Regions from separate parts of the Mus musculus genome. Here region 2 is linked to region 1. A link is a contact called in public promoter capture Hi-C data. All regions are on one chromosome and are shown on one strand. The core of a region is the stretch at or near the end of the contact, and the rest is flanking DNA. Distances in the headings are between cores, read along the strand shown. Region 1 holds the start of Themis2 (thymocyte selection associated family member 2). Region 2 holds the start of Xkr8 (X-linked Kx blood group related 8).

Region 1 (5,531 bases), core at 809-3,308:
CTCCTCCTCTCTTGTGCTCCCTCATCGTTTCATCCCCCTCCCTGCCTCTCCTCTTCCACCCCTGCAGTAGTGCTGTGAAGATGGAGGTATTCCTGGTGATCTCCTCCATGTCCAGTGACCCTTGGTGAGCTGTTCACAGTACCTGTTAATATGAAAAATATTCAATCCATCATGGAAAGGTCTAGAAAACAGTTGAGAGACAGTAGACAGCCCTTCACCACCAGGGTTCCCTGGAGCCATGAGAACTTCTGTTTTTCTACTTACACATTTTTTTTTTCAGCCACAAGGAAGTCAGTTTCCATTTCATCTTATTTCCGAAAACAGAAGACAAGGCATTAGGAGAAACTGCATTCCGTTTTTAAGCTAGGCTCTCATGACGACCATGTTCTTTGTAACCCAGGGATGACTTGAATCCTGAGCCTCTCAAGTGCTGGGATCACAGCCTGTGCCACGGCACCATTTTTACTTACCTATATCAGAGGACTTGAGTGTCCTAGAGAGATCGGTAGCCATCTCTGCATCACTAGAGGTGTCCAGACAGAGGTGTATCTGGGGATAGACAAGGCATGTCTTCTTCCTCAGACCCAAAGGGTAAGGGTGTGTATGTCCTAAGAGACCCCAACTACACTAGGGAGCTGTGTACCTTGTTTGAACTTGGAGTACTGTGGAAGAGGCATCTGGGGGCACATCTCAGCTGGGGAAGTGGGATCGTTTTTATCTGTTCAACATCTTCATGGTCTGAGGTAGTTAAATGGTACATGCCTGTTATTCCAGAACCTGGCAGGAGGAGGCATCAAGAGCATCAGGAGTCTAAGGAAGCCATTCTCAGCTACACAGTGGATTATGTGAAATCCTGCCTCAAAAACCCAAAACAAGGCAGAGGATGCAGCTCACTTAGTAGAGTGTTTGCTTTGAATCCATGAAGCCCTAGGTTTAGTCCTCAGCATCTAATAAAGTGTGTGTGACCACACTCATTTTAGATGGTGGAAGAAGGAAGATCAGAAGTTCAAGGTCATCTTCAGCTACACAGTAATTTAAGTACAATTTGTGCTAAGGGATACTCTCTCTGTCTGTCTCTGTCTCGGGTCTGTCTCTATGTCTCTGTGTCTGTGTCTGTGTCTCTGTGTCTCTGTGTCTTTGTCTCTCTGTGTCTCTGTCTCTCTCTCTGTCTCTCTCTCTCTCTCACACACACACACACACATACATACACACACACACACACACACACACACACACACACACACACACACACCAGACCTCTGGGTATCAAATTATCAAGTCTTGCCAGGTGTAACTGCACACGCCTTTAATCCCAGCACTCAGGAGGCAGAGGCAGGCGGATTTCTGACTTCGAGGCCAGCCTGGTCTACAAAGTGAGTTCCAGGACAGCCAGGGCTATACAGAGAAACCCTGTCTCAAAAAAAAAAAAAAAAAAAATTATCAAGTCTTGATGTTAGATCTGTTCGATGGAGCCAAGTAAAGAAAGGTGTGGGAATTGTCCTGGTTGTTCTTTGGTCAATTTGACCCAAGTTAGAATTATCTGGGAACCTCTGTTGAGAAATGCCTCCATCAGACTGCTTGTAGGCAAGCCTGTAGTGCATTTTCTCCACTTATGATTGGTGTGGGTGGGCCCAGCCCATAGGGTGTAGGTAGTGCCAACCCTGGGCAGGTGGTCCTGAGTTGTGTAAGAAAGCAAACTGAGCAAACCAGTAAGCTGTGTTTCTTTATGGCTTGTACCAGTCCCAGTCCCTTTATCTCTCTCTATCTGTCCGGAGTTTCTGTTCTGACTAACCTCTGTGATCCCAGAGTTGTAAGATAATAAACCCTTCCCTCCCCAAGTTGCTTTTGGTCATGGTGTTTTATCACATTAGAAACCTTAAGAAAAGATTCAATTTTAGAGATGAAGAGACAGGTCAGGGGAAATAAAGTCCCCATTCAAGAGTTCGGGGCGCTTCAGAGAACCCTGTAGGGCTCCCGACCTGAGGGGCGTGGCCTCGGTGGGCGTGGCTTCCGGACTGTCCTCTGCAAGCTGCCGATCAGTCTGAGCAAATCTAGTCGGAACGCGACCATGGAGCCGGTGCCGCTGCAGGACTTTGTGAGCGGCCTGGACCCCACCTCCCTTCCGCGCGTGCTGCGGGTCTGCTCCGGAGTCTACTTTGAGGGTGAGCGGGCTCTGGGTGGAAGGAGCTAGGTATGATGGGTCATGCCTGTAATGCCAACACTGGGGAGCTGTGGCGGGAGGATGAGTTCGAAGCTAGCCTGTTCTATAAAGTGATTGCAGGTCAGTTTGGGCTACAGAGTTAGACCCTGAGGGATCTGGGGTTGAGTTCAGACGCTGCTGTCCGAAGTTTTATGAATCCGCACCAAAAGGCGCCACCTCCCTGCTCTTCAGCTTTTGTCCCATGGGTGATGAGAAGTCCTGAGTTTAACTCAGGCTTTTTCTCAACTGAGGCTCCTCGGTAATGCTAACAGAAATTGTGTGGCAGCTAGGCAGGAGCGATCTGAACAGCCTAGGAAATCCTGTCTCAAGCAACAAGAACAATTATAACAATAAATGGACAAATAAGTGGGGATAACTCGTCCATCGTTTCAGACAGGCACTAGGGTGCTCACTGTCGTTATTGGGGTTGTTCTGAGAGGACCTTGTTTTGTAGCCCAGGCTGGCCTTAAGTTTGCAGCGATCCGTCTGCCTCTGCCTGAATTTGCCATGCCTGGTTCACTGTTCATTTTTCTTTCTTGCTCCCTCCCTCCGTTCTCTTTTATTATCTTCTTTCCCTTTCTGCAAGGATCCAACCCAGGACCCTGAGCTCTCACCACTAAGATATATTCCAGTTCGTTATTTTAGCACCAGATCAGCCCTCCCGCTGAACTCTCTGCTCCTTGCCTCTGAGTCTCTCTGTTCCTCTGCTGGATTCTCAGATGGAGTGGTCCTCCTACCAGGGGGATCCTTCCCCGCTTTTTGCCTGTACATTTGCTCCTTGCCCATGGCTTTCCGCAACCCATAGCAGAGAAGAGATGGCCATATCAGGACACAGCCACCAGTTACTGGCCAAATAACATGTGACCAGGGACTGACCACTTGGGTAAGGGAGGGAAGAAAAGGGACCGACCGGGCTGCTCTGTGGAGGGCAGAGGCGAGAGTGGAGGGAGATGCTGAGATTCAGGGCTCCTCCCTCAGACAGCAAGCTGTCTCATGGATGCCTGCTTCATTCTACTCCCTGGAGTGAGCGAGCCAGGCTCTGCCACAGCAGCTGCCAGCAAAGTGTTCTGATGGCCAAGCGGGTTATAGACTGACCTAGGAGGATCACACAAGGGCCACCACAGTGAGTCTCTCTGGTCCATCGGAATCTGATGGGTCCCTGAAGTGGGACTCTGGGAGCCTGGTCATTCTTTTCTCCAGCTCAGAACATCCTCCCAGCGTCTCTTGCTTACCTGTGTCACAATACCCGAGTTTCCTCATCTGCTATGACCTGGGGTGATGGGAAGTGGAAGGACTTGGGGTGACGTGAGGACAGACGGATGTCACAGAGTGTCGGTATGCAAATGAGGTGAACGGGAAGGTAGATGACCCTATGGGGCAAGGTGTGGTAGAATTCCTGACCACATGGGATTCCAGTTTTGGAGGTTGATACCCCATGTTCTGCCTCCAGCCACCCTCACCTCCCCCTCCTCCCACCCCCACATTACCTGCCCTGCTGCAGATGGGACCTGGGCCATCTTACATCCTAGACTACTAACACTCTAGCTAGTTCTTAGCTAAGATCCTTAGCATTTTTCTTTCTTTCCGTTTAAGACAAATTCTTCTTGTGTAGTTCAGACTTCTCCAGAGTAAGAGTTCTGTGGTTACAGATATGTACCACCACAGCTGGTCTTCCGAGCCTTTGTTTACATTGATTGACTGATTGATTGATTGATTGATGGGGGGGCACGCATGTGTCACGGTATGAATGTGAAGGTCACAGGACTTTTGTTTTCTTCTTCCTCCACCATGTGGGACTTAGGAAGGGAAGGGTCTTTACGATATCTTGCTGGCTCTTTTCTGTTCATTTTGAGGCTGACCCGGCACTCCCTGTTCAGCCAAGGGTGAGCCTGAGTTCCTACCCTTCCTCTTTACCAATCATTGGAGGAGCTGACGCCACCTCTCTGAGCTATCACTTTTAGGAAGGAGAAACTGCTGTTGATATTTTTTTAGAAAAGGGAAACTGCTGGCCCGTTCCGGAAGGGCAGTCACGCGTCCTCAGGGCAGTGAAGTGCCAGTCACACTCAGCACAGGGCCAGGTATATATAACTCCATGGCTAACAAGCTCCTCTTCTTCGAGGTCCACCTCCGAGCAACTGTGTGCACTTTCCTGAGGGGTTAGGTTGAGGTTGACACCAGTTTCTCCTGACCCTGTGAGCAGCTCTCCAAAAGCTCTCCCTGGGAGAGGGGCTCCAGGTGGTCAAAAGGTCCTGCCACCTGCGGTTTCCCATCCTCTGCCACTGGACACAGACCCTGGGCACACAGCACTGTGAGATCTCTATTGCTTAGCTTCTAGTGTTCTTTAAGGCTTTAGCACTTTGCATCAAGCAAGTGGCTGCTGAACTTGGAGGTGGTGCTCAGAGCCTCAATCTCCTCTACATCCTCTTAAGAACAGCTCACCAGGGGCTGGTGAGATGGCTCAGTGGGTAAGAGCACCCGACTGCTCTTCCGAAGGTCCAGAGTTCAAATCCCAGCAACCACATGGTGGCTCACAACCATCCGTAACAAGATCTGACTCCCTCTTCTGGAGTGTTTGAAGACAGCTACAGTGTACTTACATATAATAAATAAATAAATCTTTAAAAAAAAAAAAAAAAAACAGCTCACCAGAATGGCGGGCGGAGTGAGCTAGCTGGTAGGCATGGTTACTGCCAGTCCAGACAACCTGAGACCAATCCCTGGATCCCACAGGGTGGAAGGAAAGAACTCCCTTCCAAGAGTTGTCCTGACTTTCACACCTATGCTGTGGAATGCATTCAAGATAAACATTTTAAAAACAGAAGCTAAAAGTGACTCATCGGGACGGGGGGGGGGGGGGGGTGTTGTAGCTCAATTGGTCCAGTGCATCTCGCATGCATGAAACCCTGGAGTTGAATCCCGGTACCACAAAGAATTCGGCATGGTGGCGTACACCTGCCTTCGAGCACTCTGGAGGTAGAGGCAGGAGGATCCGCAGTTCAACATCAGTCTTAGTAGAAAGAGATCCAGGACAAGCTGAACTACAGGAGAGTCAGCTGAGAGAGAGAGAGAGAAAGAGAGAGAGAGAGAGAGAGAGAGAGAGCGAGAGCGCGAGCAGCTCACTCATCTGAAGCAGAAAGCAGGCGGTGAGAAGAGCTGTATCTATGTGAAGCCCACCTACCCTGAGCCTGATTTTGTAACTGTAATATGGGAGTCGGGAGTCACTGGCTAGTTACTTCATCACGGGTGGTATCTACCCCCAGAGGCTGCAAGGATGTTGAAAGGGACCCACCCTGACCATGCACACACTCCAGGAGAGCCAGGAGAAAGTGCA
Region 2 (5,557 bases), core at 131-2,630, 64 kb after region 1:
TCTTCACCAGGAAAATGGGGGTTCAGATGCAGTCACCTCATTGGAACCAAGCTCAGGGTAACAAACAGCGGCTGTTTGATCGATTTAGAGCGCCTGGGGAGAAGTTGGGTTGTGGGCAGAACGAATCAACTGCTCGTTGCTGACATACCCTGCGCCTCTAATCCAGGACTTGGTGACTTACTTCTTGAACCTGAGGCAGGCGAATGTACAAGAGACCCCACGGTGGGAGCAGGAGTACCGCCTGACGGAGGCCTACCAGGTGCCGGATGCCAGCGTCAGCTCCATGCACACGGCGCTGACCCGCATTGCCAGTGAGCCTCACATCCTGCAACGTTATTACGTCTATAACTCGGTCAGCTACAACCATTTGACCTGTGAGGACAGCTGCCGCATCGAGCACGTTTGTGCTATACAACACGTGGCTTTCAACACTTATGCTACCTGCTTGCATGGTCTTGGTGCCAAGCTGGTGCCTGGTTTCCTGCTCATACTGACTCTGCTGCCAAGCCTGCACGTACTGGAGGTGTTATGACTGTAGGCACTGCCAGCCCACCCACTGACTTGGTTCATCTTTCTCCTGGTAAAATTGGGCAACGTTACCCAATGGAGAGAGATGAACTTTTGCCATCAGTCTCCCCCCGCGGAGAGTAAAGTGGGATGGGACACCTGGATTCACCAGAGAGGGCGCTAAGAAGCACAATTTCTTCCAAGTTTCATGTTTTATCCACAAAACTTGTTTGCGGTACATGTCTTGGTGCATTATTCGCTTTAATACAAACATATCAAACCACCATGAACTTGATCACCACAGTGAAGTGAGCCGACGGGAAGATGGGCCTTGGAGATTCTGTGCTTTCGATGTAGTCCCTGCTCAAGGTCTGAACTGGGAACGTACGTGGTGTGCAAAACCCCTTAGTACTTTTAAATAAAAGACTTTTTTGATTTGGTTTTGCAACAGTGCAACCGTGAGGGATCACAGCTGCGGCCGGTAACTCTAAGGCTCTAGTCTTTCTTAATAGCCACTCTTGTTTCCTTGAGACTCAAAAGCAGAATTCAAGCCGGGGGTGGTGGAATCCCAGCACTTGGGAGGCAGAGGCAGGCGGATTTCTGAGTTCGAGGCCAGCCTGGTCTACAGAGTGAGTTTCAGGACAGCCAGGGCTATTCAGAGAAACCCTGTCTCGCAAAACAAAAACAAAAAACAAACAAAAAAGAAAAACAAAACAAAAAGCAGAATCCAAACCAGTAGAGGCCTAGCTCTGCACAGGGCAGGCTGGGGGCGGGGTCTGGGCGGTGGGGCCAGTGTAGGGGCGGGGCCGCGGGCTCGCTCCACCCCGGACGGGGCGAGATGGGGAAGTTCCGCCCAGCAGCCCAGCCTCCCGGACGACTGCCCCGCCCCCTTCCTGCCGGACTAGCGGGGCGGGAGGGCAGGTCCGCGGTTGTGTGGTTGCTTGGAGAGGATCATGCCTCTGTCCGTGCACCACCATGTGGCCTTAGACGTGGTCGTAGGCCTGGTGAGTATCTTGTCTTTCCTGCTGGATCTGGTCGCTGACCTGTGGGCCGTTGTCCAGTACGTGCTCCTTGGCCGTTATCTGTGGGCCGCGCTGGTACTGGTCCTGCTGGGCCAAGCTTCGGTGCTGCTGCAGCTCTTCAGCTGGCTCTGGCTGACAGCTGATCCCACCGAGCTGCACCATTCGCAGCTCTCGCGTCCTTTCCTGGCTCTGCTGCACCTGCTGCAGCTCGGCTACCTGTATAGGTGAGTGCCCGGCCCTTTGAAAAAGTGGGTTGACAGCCATCAGAACCAGTTCAGTCTTCTTTCCTTGGGCGGAGATGAAAACACAGGGCCAGGAACAGAGGAAGGGAACATCAGGGTCTTGGAGTCAGAGATGCCCCTCACCTTTCTTGTTCATTTCTGTCTTCTGCGAACGTTTGCTTCCCCGTCAAGGACTGAAGAGGGTCCGGCTTGACTCATCCGTGTCCCCGGAGTCAGCCAGGAGTAGACATAGACTGGTTCTTGGAAAATATATGTGGATGGTGTGTGCTTTTCTCAACTGGGAAGGACCCAGGGTCAGTCTAAAGTGAGGACAGTGAGACAGACAATCCCTGGCGCAAGTGCTGGCCTGAGAACTTTTTCTTCCCCGCCTCTCCCCCGCCCCCAAACTGTGACTAGTCCCTTGGGTTGTTAGATAGGAGAAAGCGAAATCAAGGGCTCAGAATCTTGTGATGAAGGCAGGGCTTCATGGTGTGGGTGAGGCTGGGCTAGGGTGGCCGGATCCGGAATCTTGTGGAAGTCTCAGATCTTGGGAAAGCTGTATATAGTCTCCAGCTTGCGGGGAGGGACCTCTTGAATGTTTGCATTTTGCCTGAACAATTGTATCATCTTGAGTACAGCTCAGATGACTGCGAAGGAGAGTTATTACAGGCAGGCCCCAAGAGAAGAAGGTGTTGGATCCCTTGGAGTTACAGGCGAGGCACCTCATGTGGTGCTGGGAGCCAAACTCTGGTCCTCCACAAGAGCAGTGGATGCGATTAACAGCTAAGCCCTCTCTCAGGCCCCTCCTGTTTACTTCTTAATTCCATCTCCCATCTCTGAAATGGGGCTCTTGTGAGTAGGTAGGACAGGGTTGTGATGCGCCTGGGATCGTACCTGACCAGCAAGAGTAGAAGTTGAGTTTGCCCCACTTTACGGACGAGGAAGCAAGTTCCATGAGGTTAGTTAGGTGGCTTGCTCCAGGTTCCGTAGCTTTTAAGTGACAAGCTAGGATTGAAGTCTGCCTCTGTGCACTCAGCTGTAGGAGATGGACGACGTCACAGAAGGTTGACCTGGCCCTCCGGGCACCTGTGTGTCCTGCCTAGGTGTTTGCACGGAATGCATCAAGGGCTGTCCATGTGCTACCAGGAGATGCCATCCGAGTGTGACCTGGCCTACGCAGACTTTCTCTCCCTGGACATCAGCATGCTGAAGCTTTTCGAGAGCTTCCTGGAGGCGACGCCACAGCTCACACTGGTGCTGGCAATTGTATTGCAGAATGGCCAGGCGGAATACTACCAGTGTGAGTGCTGGGCCCAGGGCTGTCACTTTTGCCGACTCTTCTCTCCTCTGCAGGTGTTCTCACTCTTAGGGGGAAAAAAAAAAAAAAAAGAGGGTGCCTGAGTGATAGGCAGCTGGTCTGGATTCAAGCTGCATGAGCTTGGAACAGTGACTCAAACCATCATTCGTTGGTTCTCATCCGAGCACTGGGCGGAATAAATGTGTCTATCCTTGGGAGTTAGGGGAAGATGAAATGTGGGGAATTGCATGCATATAAAGTACAGGGTCTTGTGTGCATGTGTATATGTACAAGTTTGTGTGCATTTTCAGGTACATGCAGAAACCAGAGGTCAGTGTCAGGTGTATTTCTCAATTGCTTTCCATTTCTTATTTTATTTATTAAGGAGGAATTTTCTTTTTTCTTTTCTTTTCTTTTCTTTTCTTTTCTTTTCTTTTCTTTTTTCTTTTCTTTTCTTTCTTTCTTTCTTTGTTTGTTTCTCTTTCTCTCTTTCTTTCTTTCTTTTTTATTTTTTGAGACAGGGTTTCTTTGTATAGCTCTGGCTGTCCTGGAACTCACTCTGTAGCCCAGGCTGGCCTCAAACTCAGAAATCTGCCTGCCTCTGCCTCCCAAGTGCTGGGATTAAAGGCGTGTGCCACCACGCCTGGCAGGACAGCTGTTTCTAAACATTTATGCTTAGACCAGGGGTCTCTGTCATCCCCATGGGACTGAGGCAATGGCGTCCTTGACATGGTTGTGCATGCGTCGGTAATACACATCCACTCAAGACATCATTTGATCCCCACAGAGTGCCTTCATATACTCATTTCTTCTTTGTCACTCTGCTGGGGACGCAGCTGTGAACAAGATCTACAGATCCTCCACCCAGCCAGTAGCCTTAAAACAAATAGTTACACTAGGTGTACCAATTGACCAGAAGAGGCAGGTGGCAGGGCCCCCTAAACCCTCAGAGGAATCTTACAGTGAGAAGCCTTGGGAGAGACTTCCTCAAGGCCACGGGCCCAGCCTGAGCCTAAGCAACGGTCTGCCTCACACCTTATTGAAAGCCCAGGCCACCCCTTTCTGTTGCCCATCACTTCATTCCTCATTCTGCAGTGGCTCTCCAAGGAACCTGTCTTGTCATCACTTGCCGTCATGTTATGTCACATAAGAGGGAGGTGTGCAGAAAGGTGGCTGCCCTTTCTCAGCACTTGCTAGGAACTTGACATTTGTTTGAGATCAGAGTCAGGTTGAGATGGTCTACACTGTTGAGGAGACAGGCTTTTCTCTACTTTTGATGGAGCAGACATTTATGTACCATGCTTTGGGCCACCTGGAGAATCCAGATAAGCAGAATAAGTTTTCTACCCTCCAGGAGCTCGAGGGTAGAATAAAGGTCAGGCCATCATGGTGCAGGCCTTGAATCTCAACACTTGGGAGGCAGAGGCAGATGAATCTCTGATTTCTAGGCTAGACTGGTCTAATGAGTGAGTTTCAGGACAGCCAGGGCTACACAGAGAAACCTTGTCTTGGGGATGGGGGTGGGGGGTGGGGATCATCAAACTAAAAAAGGAGGTAATTGGGTTAATGGGGTAGGTAGGTTGTTACAGAGGCCTCTGACAGCAGAGTGGAATCTAGGTGGGTGGGTAGCCCCAGAATTTATTTGGGCTGGGGTTTGTAGGGTAAGGAGTTGGCAAATAGTTAAGAGATGGGGATAAATAGAGCTTTGATATCAGGCTACAAGTGGGCTCCGAGGACGCAGTAGGTTATCAGTAAACTCCTGCTGAGTGGATACCTTAGAGGAGATGAGAGGAGACACTTTGTTAGGTATGCCAATGTTACTCTCTTCTTGGAGGCCCCGGTGCCCTAGGCAGTGCAGAGCTGGGACACGAACCCTATCATCAACACCTAGATCTTGGAAAGTCAAGATAATGGCCTAGGCTGGACATGGAGGCAAGTGAAGAGGGGTGGGCTGGCCATCACTCCCAGTCCTGAGGAAAGCTAGAATTGGAGGCCTGTTACTACGCTCTGAGACATGTCACACATCCTCTCATACTTAAGAATATCACTGGGACAGCATTTGACAGCAGAGCACTGACCCCTCGAAATGTTCTCCCTCTTCAACTGTTTTTTTTTCTCTTTTTTCTTTGTGTTTCCTTTTCTCTCTCTCTTTTTTTTTCTTTGTGTTTCCTCTTTTCTCTCCAACTGTCTATTGAGCAAGCTGGGGCTTTTAAGACCTGCTTCTGGGTTTCTATGAGGGTTCCTGCGAGTCTGGGGGTTGACAGGCAGGCTGCACCCAGGCTGACTTTTCTCTTCTTGCTCATGGTAGGGTTTGGCATCAGCTCATCCTTTCTTGGCATCTCGTGGGCACTGCTGGATTACCATCGGTCTCTGCGTACCTGTCTTCCCTCCAAGCCACGCCTGGGCCGGAGTTCCTCTGCTATCTACTTCCTGTGGAACCTGCTGCTGCTGGGGCCCAGAATCTGTGCCATCGCCTTGTTCTCAGCTGTCTTCCCCTACTATGTGGCCCT

Evidence for each region. Capture Hi-C pulls out chosen DNA fragments and counts their contacts.
Region 2: a contact with region 1 is called in a promoter capture Hi-C map of pancreatic islet. The contact joins the promoter of Xkr8 here to the promoter of Themis2 in region 1. A contact is called at or near these places in 2 of 39 promoter capture datasets (maxillary cranial neural crest and second pharyngeal arch cranial neural crest), 3 of 484 Hi-C or Micro-C datasets (bone marrow-derived macrophages, embryonic stem cells and natural killer cells), 11 of 115 datasets of contacts at active chromatin or transcription factors (the 230-238 cell line, CD8 T cells, the HPC-7 cell line and 5 more) and 5 of 9 other capture datasets (adipose tissue, bone marrow-derived macrophages, embryonic stem cells and 2 more).

The regions. Positions count from the first base shown.
Region 1 is chr4:132,792,891-132,798,421 of GRCm38.p6, reverse strand. It overlaps Themis2 (thymocyte selection associated family member 2), which reads left to right and starts at 2,058. Exons shown (of 6, transcript NM_001033308.2): 1 at 2,058-2,162. The coding sequence starts at 2,069.
Region 2 is chr4:132,728,369-132,733,925 of GRCm38.p6, reverse strand. It overlaps Xkr8 (X-linked Kx blood group related 8), which reads left to right and starts at 1,380. Exons shown (of 3, transcript NM_201368.1): 1 at 1,380-1,753; 2 at 2,854-3,050; 3 at 5,356-5,557. The coding sequence starts at 1,461. It overlaps Smpdl3b (sphingomyelin phosphodiesterase, acid-like 3B), which reads left to right. Exons shown (of 8, transcript NM_133888.2): 8 at 167-960. The coding sequence ends at 532.